Regions from separate parts of the Mus musculus genome. Here region 1 is linked to region 2. A link is a contact called in public Hi-C data. All regions are on one chromosome and are shown on one strand. Each heading gives the region's core, a stretch centred on a gene start, on an enhancer-like site or on the middle of the called end of the contact. The rest is flanking DNA. Distances are from core to core; before and after follow the strand shown.

What was found. A called contact is a pair of places that touch in the nucleus more often than the background predicts.
Region 1: a Hi-C map of the N1E-115 cell line shows a contact between it and region 2, with 5 times the contacts expected there. The contact joins two enhancer-like sites. A contact is called at or near these places in 1 of 39 promoter capture datasets (neural stem cells), 1 of 15 datasets of contacts at CTCF or cohesin (the NIH/3T3 cell line), 4 of 484 Hi-C or Micro-C datasets (the N1E-115 cell line, embryonic stem cells and nephron progenitors), 2 of 115 datasets of contacts at active chromatin or transcription factors (acute myeloid leukemia and embryonic stem cells) and 4 of 9 other capture datasets (adipose tissue, embryonic stem cells, liver and 1 more).

What each region holds. Positions count from the first base shown.
Region 1 is chr10:77,002,879-77,006,026 of GRCm38.p6, forward strand. All of the region lies in intron 1 of Gm35721 (predicted gene, 35721), which reads right to left. Among named protein-coding and RNA genes, the nearest start is that of Gm35721, 4.2 kb to the right of the region's middle. Within about 2 kb of position 1,538, at least 22 of the 459 cell types and tissues checked have an H3K27ac peak or open chromatin away from gene starts, as enhancers often do. A contact at or near this core is called in the N1E-115 cell line, where this site is marked.
Region 2 is chr10:76,898,395-76,901,380 of GRCm38.p6, forward strand. The region is part of intron 1 of Pcbp3 (poly(rC) binding protein 3); the gene reads right to left. Among named protein-coding and RNA genes, the nearest start is that of Pcbp3, 62 kb to the right of the region's middle. Within about 2 kb of position 1,602, at least 5 of the 459 cell types and tissues checked have an H3K27ac peak or open chromatin away from gene starts, as enhancers often do. A contact at or near this core is called in the N1E-115 cell line, where this site is marked.

The sequences.
Region 1 (3,148 bases), core at 288-2,787, 100 kb after region 2:
GTTCCAGGAAAATCCTGTATTAAGGACCATCTGGAGCAATGAAGGTGCATGGTTGCTTCTCCAAAGCTTCCCTCACCTTTCCTACATATCTGCAAGATGCCCACAGGAGAAAGGGTTCCTTGTCACCTCCTGGGGTCTGGCACAGACAGGTGCTTCTTTCTGGAGTAAGTCCCACCTCGAGAGCTTTCTTTCTATGTGCGCTTTGCTTCTCTGAGAGCAGATGGTTTATGCCCAGCTGGCTAGTCACTTTAGATAGTCACTAACCTACATAAACTCGTGTGTGTGTGTGTGTGTGTGTGTGTGTGTGTGTGTGTGTGTGAATATATTACAATTTTCTGAGGAGGGGTCTCATGTTACCTAGAAACTAGTTTCCAGTTTGTTGTTATAGAGCTGAGGAAACCTTTGAACCTCTGATCCCCCTGCCTCCACTTCCCAAGGCACATCATGCCTAGTGTCTTAAAGTTTCTAGTGTTGCAATAAAATACCATGACCAAAAAGAAAGTTGGGGGGAAAAGGGGTTATGTGGCTTAGACTTACTGCACTGTAGTCCATCCCTGAAGGACTCCAGGAGCAGAGTTCAACAGGGCAGGAACCTAGAGGCAGGAGCTGAGGGAGAGGTCACGGAGGGATGCTGCTTACTGGCTTGCTCATCATGGCTTGCTCAGCCTGCTTTCTTATAGAACTCAGGACCACTAGCCCAGAAGAAGCACCACCCTCAATGGCCTGGGCCCTCTCATACCAATCACTAATTAAGAAAATGCCTTACAGACTTGTGTACGGCCTTATTTTACAGAGGCATTTTTTTGCAAGCAAGGCTCCCTCTCTCTGATGTCAATACCTTGTGTCAAGTTGACCTAAAACTAGCCAGCACACCTGGTTTATGAAGTGCTGAGGATCTTACCCTGGGCCTTGTACATGTTAAGTAAGCACCCTACCAACTGGGGTGCCATCTCCAGCCTCTGAAGCATAACTGTAAAGAAATGTATTATACTTATTTGTGTGCACATGTGTCTATACATATGTTCATTTGTGTGGACACATGTTCCACAGAACATGTGTGGAGGCCACAAGCCAGCCTACATGTAGGAGTTCCCTCTTTTCACCTGTGGGTCTCATTGAATTCAGGTTGTCAGACTCGGCAGCAAGAATATTTACATACTGAGCTATCTCACCAACCCTAAAGCATAATTTTAAAAGAGGAACAAAAGAAAATCAAGCCAAACCACAATTAGAAGATGCCCTGTGACCCATGTCCTGTGACAGATATTCTGGCTTTGAGCTAGGGCATCTTTCTGGGCCTGTAGTAGGGGGCAGCCATCCTGTCATGGAGCCTCACCTCCTGTCTTGTGAGGGGAACAGCAAGAGGGCTCTATGACCAGGTGTGAGGTGGGGGCCCTGGGTATAGGACATAGAGCCTGTCCCCAGGCTGAGTGTCCCTCAAGGCAGTTCTTTCCACCCTTCCTGGGCAGGGCTGGGTTGCCCTCTGCATTGGTTTGACTATGGGCAACACAGCCTTCAGTGGCTGGGTAAGTACCTAGGAGTCCATTTGCTTCCACTCAGCTCTGCTGCCCTCTACTGAACAGGGAGGCCAGCAAAGGCTGCCCCTGCACTTGGGGCCCCTACCATGTGGCTGTTCCACAACCCTGACAGACATCAGAGTCACACCTGCCTCAGGTGCCAGCAGGTGAAACAAACAAGCACCAGGTGTTTTGTGATTATTTCCCTGCCTCAGAAAAAAGAACGGAGTCAGAGGATGGACACACATACAGACAGACATAACACACACACACACACAGACTTATGCACACATATACACAGAGACACACACATATACACGCTCAGCAAAGTTTTCAAGAAAGTCACAGCAAGACCCTGTTATAAGTTCCCACCAAGATAAATTTAATACCGAGAAACAAACACACAGGCCTCACTCACAGATTCTATCTGGAAACAAGGAGCCTGGGGAGAGATCAGGCTGCCTGCCCAGGGCCTCCAGTGGGCTATAGTGACTCTCAGAGACCAATCACCCTGTTGGAGCTACAACACCTGGGGAGCCCATCCCCACCAAGGACGGCCTGAATTATGAACAAGGGAAGGGTCAGCATGAAGATGGAGAAGGGCAGCAAGGAACGCCTGCCTACTGACAGCCCTGGGCAGGCATTGGGGGAGGGGCGATGGGACGGGAGGGGGCAGGAGGAGGCTTTGATGTAGACGGGAACCTGAGACATCCTGGATAAATCCTGGAACTCTTAGCTCATTTCTCTCCTTGTAAAGCCATCACACAGGACAGGCTCACCCAACCCCCACCCCCAGCCATATGGGTAAAGCCCCAGACTCCTGAGTCAGGCAGAAGTAGCCAAAGGATGAGGAGACTCAGCCAGCCAGTGCAGTGAACTGGACAGTGCCAGGATGCTAGACACAGGATACGGCAACTGCTGGAGTTTGCCTGACTCGGAAAGAGCAGGGTAGGAGGCACAGAGGCTGAGCTAAAGCTTTGCACAGCCACAGGCCTGGTTGAACAGGGAGTGTGATTCACCAAGAAGAGCTCAGCGGCAGGAACTAGAACAATGGGAGAGCTGAGGCTCTGCCCAGTGTAAACCTAGCAGGAAGTGACAAAATGGATGAGTTGGGCAGAAGGTGGGTGCCCAGGAGGGTTCCAGAAACCTGAGTGAAGGTTTCTCCCAAGTCCCGTCCTCTCAGAGTAAAGCGCAGATTAGATACGGTCATAGGTCTGATCGGTAAACTGGAGACTGAGTCTGCACACAAAAGAAAGACAGAGGTGGCAAAATTATTAGAGGAGGCACAAATCAGGATAGTCCTTTTTTTGAAAACTTAAAAACAGTTTTTAAAAAACAATTAAAATAGAAAAGGCCTGGCTGACTGTGTGTCAGGTTCTTCCCCTGGACCAAAGTGGAATCTGTGGATGCAGGATGGCGTGTTTATGATGATGCTCTAAAAAGTCAAAGGGAGAAACAGATGCATGCTGGGAATATAGATTTTTTTTTAAAGATTTATTTATTATTATATGTAAGTACACTGTAGCTGTCTTCAGACACACCAGAAGAGGGAGTCAGATCTTGTTACGGATGGTTGTGAGCCACCATGTGGTTGCTGGGATTTGAACTCTGGACCTTCGGAAGAGCAGTCG
Region 2 (2,986 bases), core at 352-2,851:
ACATGCTACTGTGCTTTACACCTGCCAGCATGCTTCTTGGTGCTGCTGTTGAAATAAGGCCCCCCGGGGCCATGCAGGCGGGACACTCCTGAAAGGTGGCAGAGCAAGCAAGGAGTCAGGGCTGCAGACACATTTTCAGGGAGTCACACACTGCAAAGAGAGAAGCCAGGCTCATGGATGGCTTTGATAAGTGGTTGAATGGAAGCCTCCACCCTTGTAAGGTGCAAAAGCAAGCATGGCCTCCTCCAAGGTAAAGCAGAGCTATGCAAAAGATAAGGTACTGTTGACATGTGGACAGAACTAGACATATAGTCTTCTGAAGGGCAAACTTGGCAGGAGAAAAACCACATACAAGGTCAGAGGCTCGGCACAGCTTGGATGGAGCACCAACCACACTATAGGGACCCACGGTCAGCAAGCTGTAGAGGCAGGCTGCAAGCCAATGCCAGAGATATGGAAAGAAAGGCCAAGGTACTAGCCAACTGGGATTTGCTGTGAAAGATCAAAGGAGACCAAGTTCAATGTCAGAGCAATAGTAGCATGCTACAAGCTAGGACAACAGAACAATTGGTAGTCTAGACATTCATCCCCCCAAATTCTCCTGACCTATATGGATACTTCATTGCAAAGGCTCAATAGCATGCAAATAAAGTATGCATTAGAAGCAACCCCACTAGAAATGTGTAGTCATAATTATTATAGGTATGTAGACATCAGGAGAAAATCAAGCTAACTAACCACAGCACTGTTTACACTGTCAGTAGGAGACTCAAAAGGCAAGCCATCTGAGGGAAGAGAGGCCCAGAGAATCAGCTTTCAAAACTGGCCAACCAGATAAAAACCCAGCAAAGTCAGGGAGCAACACATTAAAATAATGAACTATAACCTTATACCTACAAGAACTAAAATACAAAGAACCAACAATACCTGACAAACACTGACAGAGAGGTAGGGACTCTCACAGGCATGTGGTAGAGCAGGAAGTGTGAAAGAGTTAGGACCACTCAAAGGCAGCTGGACAGTTCCCTACAAACTACACACACTCTGACCATAGCACCCCACCATTTTGCTACCTGGAATATCCCCCAAATGAGATACATTCACACAAAGGCCTATACACAAATGTTAATGCTGGCTTAATTTAAACCATCAAAAAAGTAAGCAGCCAAGATATCTCTTGATGGATGAATGGATAAGCAGGCGGGGTCCATTCATAGAATCTTATTTACAATAAAAAGACATGAGCTGACTGACTTCAAAGACACAGATGATTCATAAATAAATGGGTGCCACAGTGAAAGAAGCCACTTTGGAAAAGTTATGTTTTGTGTGACTCCCGTAATAAAGTATTCTGGAACAAGCAAAATAAGCCAGAAAATAGCTCAGTAGTTATCAGTGACTGGGAAGGGGAGGTGGACTGGTAGAGCATAAAGAATTTTTAGAGCAGTAAAACTGTATATGATACTGTAATGACAGTTATAAAGATATAAAGCAATTAACCAGAATTTATAAAATTTTACAGCATTAAATGTAAACCTGATGGTGTGAAATGTTTACAGGAATAATTCAGAACCTTGGAGCATTATCCTAAGATAGGCTGTGGAATTTGACAATACAGCCTTCACTACCATAAAAAGAGTAAAACTTCTCACTAAAGAGGTGGGTCAACAGTGCTCATCTAAGCCATTCTGGAGATGACGCGTCTGGTAGGCAAGAGGTGAAACATAGTCCACTCAAGCCTATGTTCTGGCTGAGCAATGCAGGAATGGTGGCCAGTGGGAACCAGCTGCTTCCCTTTAGATAGAGGGTTTACTCACAAGCAAGAGAAGTGACCCACTGACACGGGGCAAGAGTTGGAGGCTGGGAGACAGATATAGCACCATGGATCAGTCAAGTAAGAGGACCCAAAAGCAACCAAACCCAGTAGAGCAATCAGATTCAGCACTCTCACATTGGCTTCTTTTACTATTTGCTGATAAGAAGAAACAAGGATTCCTTAGAGATGTGGATGAACCCGGGACAGGAGCAGTGAGCCTAGACCATAAAACCTAGGAAGGAAAAAGTCCTTAATAACACACACACACATAGACATGCTCACACACACATTCACATACACATACTTTTTCTCTCTCATACACACACACACACACACACACACACACACACACACTGATGAAGGTATAGTAAAAAGATACAGAAGTCAACTGAAAGAACTCCCAAAGTCTAAAGTTGGAATAATTTAGAAAATAAAGTAGTATAAAACAACTATAAACCAAAGTATAAAATAAATGACTTCCTACCAATAAACAGGAAAGAATACCCAAATCTCCAAGGCTATTATTTCCAAAGTGTGCATAAAGAGACTCTGGGCTCACTGAAGTGAAGCACACCTCCCTAGAAGTATTCCCTGAACACAGTGACTTTTTCCCCAAATACTATGGAGCGCTCTCTCTCTCTCTCTCTCTCTCTCTCTCTCTCTCTCTCACACACACACACACACACACACACACACACACACACACACACAGAGTGCAACAGTCACCATGCTGGAGAACCTAGAAGCACATCCCCAGCATGTGTTCAGGTCCACGTGTCAGTGCAAAGTTGGGCTGACTGTGTGCTTCCTTATGTGAGACAAATGATGCTCCCATGTTGCCTTTTCCCCAACCCCCAGGACCCTGAACCACCTGCAATGGACCCCAGCAGAGGTCAGTAAAGAATATTCTGAAAAAAAGTCAAGGGCATCAAAAATAAGAGTGAGGGCTAGAGAGAGAGCTCGCACTTAGGGACACTGCTGCTCTTCCAGAGGACCTAGGTTTAATTCCAAGAAGCCAAATGGTGGCTCACCATAGTCTTAGGGACCCCACTTATGGCCACTGCAGACACTGCACTCATATGGTGCTCAGGCATATATGCTGGCAAAACATCCATACACATAAAGCTGGGGAGGGAGGGTTGTGTGTGTGTGTGTGTGTGGTGTATGTGG